Linked DNA regions of Mus musculus: all the other regions are linked to region 1. A link is a contact called in public Hi-C and HiCAR-type data. All regions are on one chromosome and are shown on one strand. Each heading gives the region's core, a stretch centred on a gene start, on an enhancer-like site or on the middle of the called end of the contact. The rest is flanking DNA. Distances are from core to core; before and after follow the strand shown. Region 1 has its middle 18 kb from the start of Klf4. Region 2 has its middle 5.2 kb from the start of Gm34687. Region 3 overlaps Gm34687 (a long non-coding RNA gene). Region 4 overlaps Gm34687 (a long non-coding RNA gene). Region 5 has its middle 67 kb from the start of Gm26144.

Region 1 (2,883 bases), core at 238-2,737:
GCCTGTGCCTTACACGCCTACAGTCCCAGAATTTGGAAGGTGAAAGAAGAGGGGGTGAGGTCCAGAGTATGTGAGACCCTTTTAGAAAAGAAGCAGAAGCAAACAAACACATAAAAACTCCTAATAGATTTCCATGGTGACTCTTGTCTCCGTTCACGCTGACTGTTGAATTAGATGCCCCAGAACAGGACTGAAAAAGAACATGTCCAAGAAGACCCATTCCCCCCTCTCTAGGCAAAGTGCCAACCTTTAGCGAGAGCACACAAGTGGCAGGTGTCCCAGGAGGTATCCTCTGATAAAGTCAAAGTCTGGGAAAGGGCGTGAAGGCAAGCTCTCCCCAATCCACCAAATCTGCACACTGCTCCATTCCAGCGGGAACTAGTAACTCACCCTGAGAGATGTGCCTGCTGTACTGGGTCCAAGGGAAGTTATAGGATAAAGACCTCTGGCAACTGGTAAGTCTGTGTACACTAACACTTTCTAACACGATCACTTCAGAAAGAATGTGAGATGTGTGTGGGAGAGGTGTTAAGGAGAAATGAGAGCACATGGTCCCAGTAGTCCGAGCTTCCTACATGGGCTGAGATGTGGCTTAGTGGGTACTTTCTTCCCTCTTAAGTGTCTGAGAACACAGTAGCACACGTTGTCTGAGATGACACACACACACTAAATAAGGAAAGAAATGGGGAAAATTAAGTTGTACTCTGACCTTATTACAGGAGCTGCAGCATATAAGCCACCGCCCCAACTCCACTTAAAAACCTAGTTTTCTGCATTGCAAGCTGCCTGAGTGAGCAAACATGACTGCCACAGGCAAAGATCTATAGACCGCTGAGCATCTGCTATGTGTTGTCAAAAAAGGACCCTGGATCTGCTGGTTGACTGTGTGAGGAGTAAAGTCTCTCTTTGCACCTGTTTTGTGTGTGTGTGTGTGTGTGTGTGTGTGTGTGTGTGTGTGTGTGTGTGTGTGTAGTACTGTTGCTCTTGGGCCCTGACAGCTGATGTCACAGCTAGGGGCTTTGCATTTCTTACTTGGGAAGCAGATAAGATCATTACTATTTTGCAACGAGGAAATGAAGTTCAGAGAGAAGACAGTTGAGTTTACAGCCACAGGTGACAGTATCCCACCTGGGCAGTCGGATTTCTTCTCTGTGGGAAGGTAAATGAGGGGGGTTGTAGCTCTGCTGTCCAAGACCTACGTAGCATGCACAAAATCCTGTCTTTAATCCTTGGTACCAAAACGATAAGAAACAAACCCAGAACCCTGTCCTCGTCTGCAGCCCACCCACTCCTTCTCTGAAATGATCGTACGACCTCCCAGTATTCATCCGCCAAGAAGAGGCCTGGGAATCAAGTTTCAGGAGCCCCAAACCAAGTACTGATGAGAGTCAAAATGAGAAATCCCGTACAAGAGTCAGTCTAGGGCTTGGGTCTAGGCTCTCCCTCCTGCGGCCGCGTTACTGCAAGAGGACCGGCGGGAGGCGCTGCAGACCGCGCCGCACCCGCCTCCAGCTCAAGCCCTCAGGCCTCCCGGGCACCGGGGCCGCCCAAGAGCGTCGCGGACTCTGGGCGATCGGCTCTTCCGCCAGCCACACCCTACGATCTTCCATTCCACCTCCTCTTGGAGAGGAACAGGGACGCTAAGGAGTTCTTCCGGGCGTGGCAGGGGACCTGGAATACGTTGGTGCGCTCCGGCAGAGCGAGAACTGCCCTCAGCGGGGACTCCAGGCGGAGCCCGATGCTCACTGGGTCGCGCATGCGCCGCTTTCCAGTCCAGTCCCAAGTCTCCTCCGCCAGCTGTAGCGGAGCGGCTCGCACCGCATCCCACCCCACAGGGAACCCTATTTCCGACTTTGAATCCCAAAGTGGATAGGCTGGTTCTGGGCTTGCATTGCAGCCAGCAGAAGCCCAGGCAACTGACACTCCAGTCTCCGGGGTGGGGACCCTGGTCGTCTCTGCTGATTCCCCCAAAGCTAATTGCCTCAGGAGAAGCACGTAGACCATCCAGGTGCTGGGCAGAGAGGAAAGGTGTTTCTGAGAGTTAGCTTATAATAATACATCAGCATGCACGTTGGATTTCCATTTTCGCTTTTTCATAGCTTTCCAATCCCCAAGGACTCTGTAGAAATTCAGGTGTGTGATTGTTATGTGTGTGCCACAGATAGCGATGGAAGAACTGCCCAGAACTTGTTGACATTCATTAAAATACAAGCTAACATCCTCACACGTTTTAGACCTACAGTATTAGGAACAACTCATCATGGCAAAGTTACTCGCCCAACATCTGTTCATTCCAATGGGAGGGTTTCTTTCCTGCCAAGAATTTTATGAATTTTATATAGGAGCTTGGTCCTGTTTGGGGAAGGTAGAGAAAGCCTGCCAAAGCGGCCTGGAAGAACTAAGGGATGATTCGCTTGTGACTTTGAAAAGGCTCTTGACGCTGGGAAAGTCGCCCTTCGGAAGAACACAGAAAAACAAAATCCCAAACAAGTGGCACGTGACCAGAAACAGCAGAGCAAGGTCAAGGCCCAGAGTCTGGCCGACCCACACGATTCTGTTCTAGCTTTGTTCAGAGAGGGTCTAATCCTTTGTGGAGAGAGGGAGGGTATTATGGGCCTGAAACCCAAACAACTCCTATCTGGGGATGCTGCAAGCTCCTTTCATTTCACACAGACCAGATAGGAGTAATCGTTCATCACCCAAACTCCTGTTAATCTCTGCATCTCCAATCCATTGTCTTCTCAATTGGAGTCTGCTGACTGGAAAGTTTATCTCCCGAAACCCATCATCAGGGGTGCTTGGAAGCCATCAGAGGGAAAAGGGCATCCAGTGAGTTAGCCCTTGAAACATTAATGATTACCTCTGGACTCAATGCGGGTTTGT
Region 2 (2,883 bases), core at 264-2,763, 1.2 Mb after region 1:
ACTTTGCCTTGGCCACTGTTGCACTGAGTATTTCAGAAGTGAATAGAAAATAATTTATGTCACAATACTTACAAGGGCTCCTAAGTACCAATTAGTCTATACGAAGGGAAGTCTTCCACAACCCTTTATAGAATCTAGAGACAGACTCTGAAGAGGAGAAGATCCAGCCCCCTGCCTCACCCTGACTCCTTTCAGACCTACCTTCTTCTCCGTCTTTGATCTGGGTCTTTCTTCCACCACTTAGAGCAGTGGTTTTCAACATGTGGGTCTTGACTCCTTGCCAGGGGTGAGGGGTCACCTCTCAGATAGCCTACGTATCAGATACTTAGGTTACAATTTATACCTGTAGCAAAATGACAGGTATAAAGTAGCAACACAAATAATTTTATGGTTGGGGACCATCACAGCATGAAGAACTGTGTCTGAGGAACTGCATTAAAGGATAATAGCATTAGGAAGATTGAGAACCACTGCCCTGTTGTCTTTCAGAAGGACAGATGGAGGTAGAGCGCTATGACAACCACAGTCATATATCAGGACTCAAGTCTGACATACACAGGCACTAGGGCTAGATCCAGGGCTCCCGGGACCTCTGTTGTGACTGTAACTGCCAGACGAGAATGTCTGTCTCTGTTAATTTGACTTAAGCCCATTTAATTACTAACTTGGTGGTTTCTGCTCTCTGCTTAGCTACCCGTCAAGTATGTGGCACTTTTGATAATTTAAGGGTTGGAATTTAGTCTATTTTTGCCATTGAAAATTCAGCCTGGAGCCAGAGTTTCCCTTCTATTTGGGAAGACGAAACAGACGGGACATCAAAGGCAGTCATGCTGTAATTTCATCTTTTCTGATATGTTCAAAGCAGGCCTTTACACACTGGCTGCTTGTGCCACTGGCGGTCTTACTGCACTGTAAATATGAAGTCTGGTTCATTCATATGAATTGCTTCTGTCTTTTTCTGTCCAGCTTTGTCTAAAATATCACCCAGCAGTGTTTTGTGACCCTACTGGGAGACAACTTGGAGAGTTCCCAGAGAATGTGAAGAGTGGGGGTAGAAACCTGGGCTTCTTGCAGCGTCTGAGATCAATCACTAAACACTAGTCTGTGCTGATTTTAGCTGCACTTAGAGATTCTACAACATGCATTCACTCAGACCAGCGCTTACACAGTACCCCACAAATGTGTGTGATAATTCATAGATATACGAACGTCATCAGGGAATATTCATTCTAATGGGCAAACTGAGAGGGGAAGATACCACCTCGGTCCACAAAACCACTAGGAGCAGAGAGTGAAGAACGTGAACCAGGAGTGTGGGGACAAGCAAGCGCGGGTCAACTGAAAAGAAGGCGGAGAATTACTAGGGCATAGGGGGTAGTGAATATTCAAAGGCCCCAGGCTTTACGGCTTTAAGGCTTTAAGGAACAGGAAAATGAGAGCCCACTGTAGGGTTTGAATAGGAGAGCGGCTGAGGACGGTGTGAAGCCAGGAGCTTCAAGGGCAGATGAGAGGGTGCACAGGGAGAGAGTGAGGCATGACCTAAGCCAGCTATTCTGGGATCAGCTAAGGTCACTTGATGACATAAGCATGATAAAAATGACAGCATGAAGGCTAGCGATATGGCTCCGTGCTAGAGAGCTCGGCTAACAGGAAGAAATCCCCAGGCTTGATTTAGCATGAAAGGAAAATAGGCAAATGAAATAATAGTTTTACTAAGCACCAGTTAACTATTTCTCTAGAGTGAGTACTTGCGACCTGAGTCTGTTATATGCAGAGACTTGGGGGCAGCACTTGCCAAAGACAATTTGTCTAAGTGAAGATGGAATTTTGAAAATGACCCATGGACTCCAGTATCCAGCCCTTCACATCACATTGCTTTGCCAGGGCAAAGCAGTTATCACATCAGCTGTCGGACAAGGACGTATCCTGCACACTGTAAAGCACCGTGCAAATGTAGTCACTGATAACAGTTTTGGGCCAGGTCTCCCTCCCAAACAGGAGGTTATTCTTCCTTGAATCTTGACAGTACAACCATAAGTGTTTCTTCCTAGGCTCAGAGCCACAAGCCAAAACAAACAAACAAACAACAATAACAAAAAAACCTGTGGGAGACAGAAATCACTCTCAGGATGAAAGGAAAGGAAGTCTGGGCTCTCATGAGTCACCCTGAGGGACAGAAGGATCTGAAAATCAAACCAGAGACCCCTTCTGAATGCTTAGCCTGTGCTGGCACCTTCTGGTGCTCAGGGTGGATATGCCAGCTTGACTTCATGCAGGGATGTTCCCTTGTAGAACAAAAGCCCTACGGTAGGTAGTCTTGTGTGTGGACAGGCTGGATCAAGGTTGGGGGGCTTTGCATCTGGAAGTCTTCTCTTATCTGAGACGATGTTGTGTCTTTAGAAAAACCTCCAGCCCAGAATCTGATCAGAGTAACCACCGCAGAGAACTTCTTGTGGATGTGAGACACTCTTACAACCTCCCACGCCTTCCTTGGAAGCAGTACCTCACGCACGCCTGCAAGATAACAAACTCCTTACTTTAGAGGTTGCAGGCGGCTGGAGGATATTTGATCAGACCAGAATCACGAAACTGACTGATTAAATAACAACCCTAATTAAGGACCGAAATTCAGTCTGATGTATATATAGTCTTTCTTGCAGAAGCAGGTTGTTTTCAAGTCCAAAGCCCAGTGCACTCGTGTGGTGCTTTGTGTTCCACTCTGAGTTTTCTTCTCATTGACTGATGGGTTGATGGCTGCTGTACTTTGTGTACAATTAATATTGGAAAACTGGTCTCCAGGAAGATAGTATTGGAATGTCAAATCTTTCAGAGGTGAGTAAGTCCGTCAGAAGGAGTAATGTCCTTCTCCAAAGATCAGGTTAA
Region 3 (2,883 bases), core at 107-2,606, 1.2 Mb after region 1:
TAGATCACAACCTCTCACCTGTACAAAATCAGCTCCAGATGTGAGACCCAAAATACTCCAGAAAGGAGGGAAGTGTAGGGGAAATGCTTCAAAATACAGGCACAGGCAAGGACTCTTTAAATGGGTTTTCAGTCACTCAGAAAAGTACGGTACCAACTGACAGTCAGACCCTCAGAAGATCAAACTGCAGAGCTTAGGAGGCGGTCGGGTGAAGAGACAATGACTGAATCAGAAAGGAAACCTTTGCTAGCGAGCAGGAGCCTGCATGTGCCCACTTCCCCTATCCCCAGTTCATAAGCCCGGTGACTCAGAGGATGGCAAGGCCTGCCTCTGGTCTGAGTGCAAATGCCTGCAGTGTGTGCAGAAGCTAGTAACTACAGCTTCCTCCTGCTGTGTGTTTACAGCCTGGGACTGCTCGCCTACAGAAACCTCCTATAGTCCAGCTAGCCCCACGCCCTATGCTGGGCATAATAAAAACCGAGGTCCCAGAGTGCAGTTGTGTTATTGACACAGTTCCACTAAGGTTCACACAGCCTGTCTGATAGAAGCTTTTCAGTGACCCTGTGTCTCTCATCTCCATCCCTCACTCTTCCTTCTTCTCGGGACACATGGCCTAAGACACTTCTTCTTCTAAAAAAAAAAAAAAAAATCTATTTATTTACTTACTTATTTATTTGTGTACACTGTAGCTGTCTTCAGACACACCAGAAGAGGGCAGCCCATTCACGTTTCCACACTAGGCCATGTTGGACGTGGCAGATTATTAACTCTGAGGGAGACAAGTGCTTACTAACACACAGTTGTGGGAATGGCAGTGTAGCTCAGTGGTAGAGCAAATGGTTAGTATGCACAAAGCACTGGGTTCAATGCCTGTGATGGCGAAGGAGAAGAATTCAATGCTACCATGACTGCATCTCGTGTTGCTTTGCTTAAATGTGTGGTCAGGCCCCCCTGTACACTGGGGACATTGCCGCAGATGTTGCCCTGTCTCCAGGACTGTTCCATCTCTGCCCACTGGGGCCTTGTTTTATACTCATGTGCAGGTTTGCATGGCTGGTCCTCACATGGCAGAACCCACAGACACCCCACACCCCACTCACCCCCACCCCCATTAAAAGCTGAGCCTAGCGGTGGCTTACAGAACTGTGGATCTGTCCACCAGTCTGGGTACTAACTCAGAAAAGCACAAGTTTTCCCTTTTTCTTTTTCCTTTTTCTTTTTTCTTTTCTCTTTCCTTATGATATAGGCCAAAGCCTCTGACACTTGGGGCTTCCCTTCCTCCAGAGCACCCTGCTCTTTCCCTACACAGATGCTTGGCCTGCCGCCATTTTGCTAACCTTCATGCCTAACTCATAAGCATGACTTTCTCTCGTCCTCCCTTCTCCCCGTCTCTCCCCCAGCAGCTGCTGAGACTTAAAGCATGCCTGCCCTGTTGTTGTTTTTCTCTGAGACTCTAATAAAATTGTCCATGAGCTTCCAAAAACAAAATTGAGCCTAAGTGAATTTGTGTGTTATTTTCATTAAGGATCCTTTGAAACGTCTGGGCTATGAACATCCGAGTTGGCCATCCATTCATGGTGGGGGATAAGAAAACAGACACTTTGCACATGTCACGGGTGGCTTAGTGCATATGCACCACTGATGACTATCTTGCTCAGAGTGAACTCTCCAGTCCAGGTAGCCCTGGAGAAGAACAAGGGTGAGACCTGCAAATGCTGACATGACCTGTGTTTCAGAAGTGTCTTAGCAGGGCTGGAGAGATGACTCAGCGGTTAAGAGCACTGACTGCTCTTTCAGAGGTCCTGAGTTCAATTCCCAGCAAACACATGTTGGCTCACAACCATCTGTAATGGGATCCGATGCCCTCTTCTGGTGTGTCTGAAGACAGCTACCGTGTATACACATAAATAAATAAATAAATAAATAAATAAATAAATAAATAAATCTAGAAGAAGAAAAAGGAGAAGGAGGAGGAGGAGGAGGAGGAGGAGGAGGTGGTGGTGGTGGTGGTGGTGGTGTCTTAGGCCATGTGTCCCGAGAAGAAGGAAGAGCAAGGACTGAAGATGAGAGAGGCAAAGACATCATAAGTCTCGCCATCATGGCTGACCACGTGACCCAAGGGATAAGACTAAGCTCAGGGTGACTGCCACAGTTTCTCTTCACACACACACACACACACACACACACACACACACACACACACACATACACACACACACACACACCACAAAGCCTGCTGGCTGGAGGGAAAAAACCCATAAAGTTTTGGGGGTGTCTCCTGTCTTCCCAGACCACCAGCACAGCTCATCCTGTCTTCACTTCCAATTGTTTGTGGTCCTAGGCTCATAAACTCCAGGATTCCTGTTACACTTCAGCATGCCACAGTTTGCTAGGAAGCAATGATTGAGCTCCTACTGTATACCAGCTGCAACTCTAAGCCCCTGAAACCCTACTTTGTCAAAACTGCTGCTGGGTATACCTCCCTAGAATGTCATCCATGCCCTGCCTACCAGGTTGGCAGCCTCAGCCTGCACAGCTCACACTGGAGATGGCATTTTTAGGACAGGTTCCTATGCTCCATTGTGGGGGGAAGGACTTATAAATGAAACTAAAAGCCAGGGCCAAGCCTAGAGACACACGCTGGGTCACCATGAAGCTGTTGTATGGCATTGTGCCAATCTTTACTGCCAGCAGAGATGGTCACATGAAGATGTCCACCAGAGTAACTCACCTGGGCTGTGTGCTGTGTTTCAAGCACTCCCCCACTCACAATCCTCCCCAAAGACAGGCAGTGTTTAAAGACAGGTACCCGGTACATCCCAATCCTTCCCTCACATGTCCCCATCAGTTTCTAAAAATGCATTGTTCCAGTCTTGACATTTG
Region 4 (2,883 bases), core at 126-2,625, 1.1 Mb after region 1:
AAAAAAAAAAAAAAAAAAAAAAAAAGAAGAAGAAGAAGAAGAAGAAGAAGAAAAATCTATATCTCACACTGCTAGAAAACCCAGAAATCCAGAGCTGGTTTCCAACCAGGCCTGTGAGAAGCAGAGAATATTCTGGGCTGGGAAAAGAGGAATTGTGGATCATAGAGATGCTGAGGAGGGTTGAGCTAAAAAAAAAAAAAAATTAAGCAAAGCATAGCTACTGGAGGCACACACTCAGCTCAAGGCAAGGCCCCAAGGGGAACAAACATTCTCTGTGCCATAAAGGACAGAGGATGGCAGAAGAGACATTTGGAAGGCAGCCAGAGCACCTGCCACCATGTGACACATGTAGGAATAAGAGACTTCCCCGGAGGCTACCAGATCCTAGGTGGGACTAAGGCTCAAACTTTGAAAAAGGTCTAGGAGACCAAATGTTTAGTTGGAATATAAGTGTGGCACCAAATGAAGACCTCCAAGAGCCTATGGCTGCATTCTGAGTTAAGAGAGGTTAGACCCTATGCAGAAGACAGAAGAAAAAAGGTCTATGATTCGTCCCAGGAGAAGCTGTAATGGCAGGGACAGGGTTTGTTTGGCCTCACAGGATATCCTAACCAAGCAACAGCAGCATCCAGCCTCTGAGAATGACGTCCTCTGCTCGTTCCTGCCCTTCCCTGAGTGTGTCTGGGCATGTTAAAACCGTGACGTGAGCTACTTGCCACACGCAAGAAGTGAGGTAACGGGAAGAAGAAACCATGCCCGTCAGACCGGAGTCCTCAGCACAGTTACTTAAAGCATTGCTGGTCATCAAACTAACAGGCCACTGGTCACCATGGTAACAGCAATCAAAACACCAATTCCTGCTTTCCTGAGCTGGTGTTGAATGACGATTGTGCTGCACAGAGGAGCAACTTAATCCCTCAGTGCACAATAAACAGAGTTGCCAGCTCCAGCCTCGTAGAAGATGGAGAAAAATAACTTGCGAGCGGACAAAGTACATTTCTCAGGGTGGATGCATGATTCGAGCCAAGAACTCAAGGAGGGAATCTTTTTGCTCAGCTTGAAGTCATTGCTGTCTCTGAGCCGCTTCCCCCACCCATCACAGTTTTTAGGGAGGGAGACTGTTACGACTGCTTAAGAAACATGATGAATTTGTTTTAAACCCCAGATATGTGCATCTCTAGCCTTCCTGGCAAAATTCAGACAAAAATTTAATGACGGCTGTGAAATACTCACATTCGAAGTAGATCTGATAATTTTCCTTTATGTCACCAAGGCAACACAGAATTCATCTTCATCTCTTTGGAGGATAGTGATCCTCTCCAAATGCCTGATGCAAGCGTGAAACACAAGCCTCCCCCTCCTTTTGTTCCACCCCTACAGCCGAGTGAAGCCAAAATCCCTGGATCTAGGCCCATTGGCTGCCAAGTCACAGCTGTCTTGGGTTTCCTCACTCCAAGGTCACTGGGCAAAATCGTAGAGACCCTGGGATGCACCATAAATCCAATTCCTCTTTTCAAAGCCTATTTCCTTCTCTTCTCCTATAAGAGTCTCAGAGAGGTACATTCTAATACAACAAAGTACACAAGGAATCCTGCTTTAATTCCCTTCTCCACTCTATTCCATCAGCAGATCAAGGGCCCAAGACTGGCAGATGCCAGTTGCTACATCTCACTCCAGATCTGCATGGAGAATGGAGTAAGTGGCTGGGTAGACACCAGTCTGAATGCCCTGTGGTCAGCTGTGTACCTTTGGACTAGCCAGTTCTGGTCAAGGGCAGAAGCCATTTGGAACCCACAGAGCTATCCAATCCCAAGTCCAGTGATTCACTGAGTCTCTCAAGAAACCACAGTCTTCCTTGAACTATGACACGGTGTAACCTTTGGTTGTGAGTGTTTTGCCACAGTTTGTTTCTCTAACTTTAGCACAGAGATAGTATCCTGTGCAGAGGTGTAATCGCTGTGTACCTACTCCTTGGCAGCTATTACGTTTCTCTGGCTATAAAAGCCTAAATCAAAACATAGTCTCTGTGGAGTTCCAATTTTTCTAGGTGTATAATGAGTCTACCTCATAGGATCACTGAGTGAATTTAAAATACAAGATGTGAGCCAGAGGGAAAGACCATCAGCTAAAGGTAGAGCTACCAAGCCTCATGACCTGTGTTTGAATCCCAGGAGCCACATGGTAGAAATGGAGAATCAATTCCCACACATTGTCTTCTGACCTCCCCACATGTACTGTAATGTAGTCACACACAAATAGTAATATTAAACAGGCTGAGCAAGTTATGTTGGGTGTGTGTGTGTGTGTGTGTGTGTGTGTGTCTGTGTGTCTGTGTGTCTGTGTGTCTGTGTGTCTGTGTGTCTGTGTGTCTGTGTATGTGTGTCTGTGTGTCTGTGTGAGTGTGTATGTGTAACAATGACAATTATGAGAAAAGAGCCCATGAATTTGAAAGGGAACCAGAGGAAAACATGGTAGGGATTAAAGAGAGGGAAAGGAAGGGAGAAATTACATAATTATATTTTGACTTTAAATAATAATAATAGCCGGGTGGTAGTTGGCGCACGCCTTTAATCCCAGCACTTGGGAGGCAGAGGCAGGCAGATTTCTGAGTCCAAGGCCATCCTGGTCTACAGAGTGAGTTCCAGGACAGCCAGGGCTACACAGAGAAACCCTGTCTTAAAAAACAAAAATTAATAATAACAATAATAATAATAATAATAAACAACTGTGGGAGCAAAGTCAGTACCCCAGACCTTTGATACTAATTTTAAGTCCAGGCTTTACAATGTACCAGCTCAGAGACTCCAAACTTATAACATCTATGCAATAGGAGAAATTTTAATAAAAGTCAGTAATTATTAAGCCTTTCCACAACGTCCTGTC
Region 5 (2,883 bases), core at 287-2,786, 1.1 Mb after region 1:
CAAACCTTTTCCCCTACCCCAGAACAGCATCCATCTTTGAACACGGCACCTATGTTATAATAATTACATCACCTGATTCTGAGGCTCAAGTTTAGAAAACACTACCAAAGGTGGTCTTCTCTTTAACCATCCATTCCATTAACTCATTCAACAAATATTTATTGAGCATCTACTCCCTAATAGCTTTGCCACCAGATGACAGGCATACAGGACTGAATAAAAGTGGCACTGGTTTTTGTCCATGCAGACATGGGATTTGGTGACCACTTTTGAACATAAACCCACAAAGGAGTTTTAAACATATCCTTATTCCTGGCAAGTAGGAGAGTATAGAGTCCCACAACCCTGCACAGCATTTAGTAAACCTTGGGATTACTCTGGGTGACAAAACAACAGAAACGGAGTGAGGATTGCGTGACGTCACCCTACATTTTCACAGTCCCTTAGACCACCCTAGCACACTTTGCCCACTTGTTTATTTACATTGCCATTTTTCCCAACCAAAATCCGGAGCTCCTTGAGACCAGGCTTTCCAAGGCTCAGCCTGGCACCTGTGGCTTACTCAGTAGTTGCTGAATGAAGGCAAGAAGGGTTAAACCCCAAATAGCCTGATAGCTTACCCAGTGCTCTTAGAGACCGTAGAATGTCTGAGACAACCCTGGCCTGGGGAAAGGGTCCTTGTCTGTCCACAGCCCATGTCAGCAGAACATCTACAAGCAGAAGCCTAGGTGACTTCCCAGTTTCCCTCAAGGAAGTTGCCTCTCTCCGGAAGTCCTGCCCTATGGGTTGGAGGAGGGCAGGAGAAATTGCAATGGAAGGACAAGAGCTTCTGTCTGGGGCTTGGGGACATACAGGGTAGTGCTAGCCCCTCCCCAGGAACATTGCCCAGATGATATTAGCAATAAGCAACCCAGAGTTTTCTCAACTGGAAACCCCAGGACAGCCTGAAAGGGGCAGGTTTGGCCTGGTTTAGACACTGGCTGGACTTTAGCCAGACTATGTGCTTACTTGGGAAGGAAAAGCCTAAAGCATGAAAAAGCATTCTGCATGCTGAAAGCACGTTACCCAAGAGCAACATCGAAATGAGGGTTTCAGGTCACATTTCAACTTTCAAGGAATTAAACCCCTGCTGAGTCTGTCTATAGCGTTTGTATTTTGTTTGGTGACTTGCATTTAAAAACACCGTTTGTGGAAGAGGGAGTTTGGAGATAAAATGAAAGTGAGGACACTCAGGGGCTATAGGAAGGCCCTAAGAAAAGGAGGAGTAAGGGGGGGGGGGAGAATAAGAGGAGAGAGGAAGAGAAAGAGTAGGAGACTCAAGAACAACAATGCAGGGAAGAGGAGGAGGAATAGAGGAGGACCTGGAACAGGAGAAGGAGAATTAAGAGGAGGAAGAGGGGAATGGAGGAAGAGAGAGGGGGAGGAGCAGGAAGAGGAGGAAGGCTTGGAAGGGCTTCACATGTGAGACACCAGTGAGCACCTCCTGATGAACAAGCTTTTCCGCTTGTGTCCCAAAAGAATATCCCAGGAGGCAACGACAGCTGATACCCCAGAAGCCAGAAGCTGATGTCAGCTCAACTGGCAGCTTGCCTGTGACAGTGCCCGAGCAAGACTGACTCTTGCCCTTGGTTTTCAAAAGCCTCTTAGACAAAGCACAGATAAATAATTTAGGGGCTCATAGCCTGTGCATGAAGGGAAGAGGAACGGGGGAAGATGAGCACCCCAGCTCAGCTACCTACCTGTTGCTACCCAGGGTAGGAACCACACAGCAGAAGCAATTCTTTGGGAAGCCATGACGCCACTAAAGGCTCAGGCTTCTCCTCGCAAGGTGACTTGGGGCTCTGGAAATAGGTCTGGACTTATGAGAGGGCAGGGAACCTTCCAGAAATTCATTAGGTATTCTGAACAAGAGGAAGTACCAGGAAATAAAAGCAGAAAGTTCCTTGGAGGTCAGATCATGATCAGTCCACTGCTTGCTTAAGTCAGACACCCTTTAGCCTTTGAGGTCAGGAACGTTTGTGAATCTGAACAAGGATTCCCTCCTAGAAAACTCTATCTCTGTCCTTCTCTGTGTGTGCCTTTCTCTCTCTCTCTCTCTCTCTCACTGAATCAATGCTTTCAGATCCCTGGATATGTGTCCATACTCTAAACAGAAATAAAATATGCCAGACACAGAAACAGAAATGCCACATGATCCTGCTTACATGAGGAACTTATGAAATCAAATACAGATATGCAGACACAGAGAGGATGATAGTGATCACACAAGTGGAAAATGGAGTCACATGTTAGTCAAAAGTCAATGTTGCATGAATGCAAGATGGGTGAATATAGGGCTCTAACATCGAGCAATATGACAGTGATAGTTTTCTACACTGGAAATTTGCTTTTTTTTAAAAAAGTAGGATTTTGGAGGTTGAACCTCAAAAATAAATGGTTAGAGATAGATGTGTTACATAGCTTGAGTATAGGAGTCAACTCACAGTGTATATGTATGTCAAAGCATCATGTCCCATACCCCAATGTTTTTAAGAAAAGTGCCAGGGGAAGAGAAGGTAGGAGTCTTCATTTGAAGCCAAACAGACTTTGACATGAGACCCTGCTCAGGCTCTTATTAACTGTCTGAAGTTAGGCTAGTTGGATCATGGCTGAATGGATAACAGTACTATAGACTGCAATCCCTGTCTGAAATATCTGGGACCAGAAGTATTCAGGAGTTTGGACTTTTCCATGTTTAGGAATATTTGCATATATACTGAGATGTCTTGGGGACGGGACCAATTATTAAATAAAGTTCATTTTGCTGTGCATATACTTTGCAGACATGGTCTGCATGTGATCTTATACAGTGTTCATGGGCATTCGTGAGCAGGTGTGGAATCT

Evidence for each region. A called contact is a pair of places that touch in the nucleus more often than the background predicts. HiCAR-type assays count read pairs that join an accessible place to other places.
Region 2: a contact with region 1 is called in a HiCAR-type map of PVALB interneurons, with 7 times the contacts expected there. The contact joins two enhancer-like sites. A contact is called at or near these places in 3 of 15 datasets of contacts at CTCF or cohesin (large pre-B cells, pro-B cells and stem cell-derived epiblast-like cells), 11 of 484 Hi-C or Micro-C datasets (CD4 T cells, the HL-1 cell line, Th1 cells and 6 more), 6 of 115 datasets of contacts at active chromatin or transcription factors (PVALB interneurons, embryonic stem cells, kidney and 1 more) and 1 of 9 other capture datasets (embryonic stem cells).
Region 3: a Hi-C map of uterus shows a contact between it and region 1, with 7 times the contacts expected there. The contact joins two enhancer-like sites. A contact is called at or near these places in 9 of 39 promoter capture datasets (the C10 cell line, cranial neural crest, embryonic stem cells and 6 more), 6 of 15 datasets of contacts at CTCF or cohesin (embryonic stem cells, hippocampal excitatory neurons, large pre-B cells and 2 more), 155 of 484 Hi-C or Micro-C datasets (the 3T3-L1 cell line, 3T3-L1-derived adipocytes, the AML12 cell line and 86 more), 18 of 115 datasets of contacts at active chromatin or transcription factors (CD8 T cells, Th17 cells, astrocytes and 10 more) and 1 of 9 other capture datasets (embryonic stem cells).
Region 4: a contact with region 1 is called in a HiCAR-type map of astrocytes, with 12 times the contacts expected there. The contact joins two enhancer-like sites. A contact is called at or near these places in 1 of 15 datasets of contacts at CTCF or cohesin (large pre-B cells), 2 of 484 Hi-C or Micro-C datasets (bone marrow-derived macrophages and cortical neurons), 5 of 115 datasets of contacts at active chromatin or transcription factors (astrocytes, embryonic stem cells, fibro-adipogenic progenitors and 1 more) and 1 of 9 other capture datasets (embryonic stem cells).
Region 5: a contact with region 1 is called in a Hi-C map of muscle stem cells, with 2.7 times the contacts expected there. The contact joins two enhancer-like sites. A contact is called at or near these places in 1 of 15 datasets of contacts at CTCF or cohesin (the NIH/3T3 cell line), 15 of 484 Hi-C or Micro-C datasets (CD8 T cells, adipose-derived mesenchymal stem cells, bone marrow-derived macrophages and 9 more) and 1 of 9 other capture datasets (embryonic stem cells).

The regions. Positions count from the first base shown.
Region 1 is chr4:55,513,359-55,516,241 of GRCm38.p6, forward strand. No RefSeq gene overlaps it. Among named protein-coding and RNA genes, the nearest start is that of Klf4, 18 kb to the right of the region's middle. Within about 2 kb of position 1,488, at least 148 of the 459 cell types and tissues checked have an H3K27ac peak or open chromatin away from gene starts, as enhancers often do. A contact at or near this core is called in PVALB interneurons, astrocytes, cardiomyocytes and 4 more, where this site is marked.
Region 2 is chr4:56,718,143-56,721,025 of GRCm38.p6, forward strand. No RefSeq gene overlaps it. Among named protein-coding and RNA genes, the nearest start is that of Gm34687, 5.2 kb to the left of the region's middle. Within about 2 kb of position 1,514, at least 14 of the 459 cell types and tissues checked have an H3K27ac peak or open chromatin away from gene starts, as enhancers often do. A contact at or near this core is called in PVALB interneurons and cardiomyocytes, where this site is marked.
Region 3 is chr4:56,681,020-56,683,902 of GRCm38.p6, forward strand. All of the region lies in intron 5 of Gm34687 (a long non-coding RNA gene), which reads right to left. Among named protein-coding and RNA genes, the nearest start is that of Gm26144, 3.4 kb to the left of the region's middle. Within about 2 kb of position 1,357, at least 1 of the 459 cell types and tissues checked has an H3K27ac peak or open chromatin away from gene starts, as enhancers often do. A contact at or near this core is called in uterus, where this site is marked.
Region 4 is chr4:56,643,401-56,646,283 of GRCm38.p6, forward strand. The region is part of intron 6 of Gm34687 (a long non-coding RNA gene); the gene reads right to left. Among named protein-coding and RNA genes, the nearest start is that of Gm26144, 34 kb to the right of the region's middle. Within about 2 kb of position 1,376, at least 130 of the 459 cell types and tissues checked have an H3K27ac peak or open chromatin away from gene starts, as enhancers often do. A contact at or near this core is called in astrocytes, cortical neurons and stem cell-derived neural progenitor cells, where this site is marked.
Region 5 is chr4:56,610,960-56,613,842 of GRCm38.p6, forward strand. No RefSeq gene overlaps it. Among named protein-coding and RNA genes, the nearest start is that of Gm26144, 67 kb to the right of the region's middle. Within about 2 kb of position 1,537, at least 19 of the 459 cell types and tissues checked have an H3K27ac peak or open chromatin away from gene starts, as enhancers often do. A contact at or near this core is called in muscle stem cells, where this site is marked.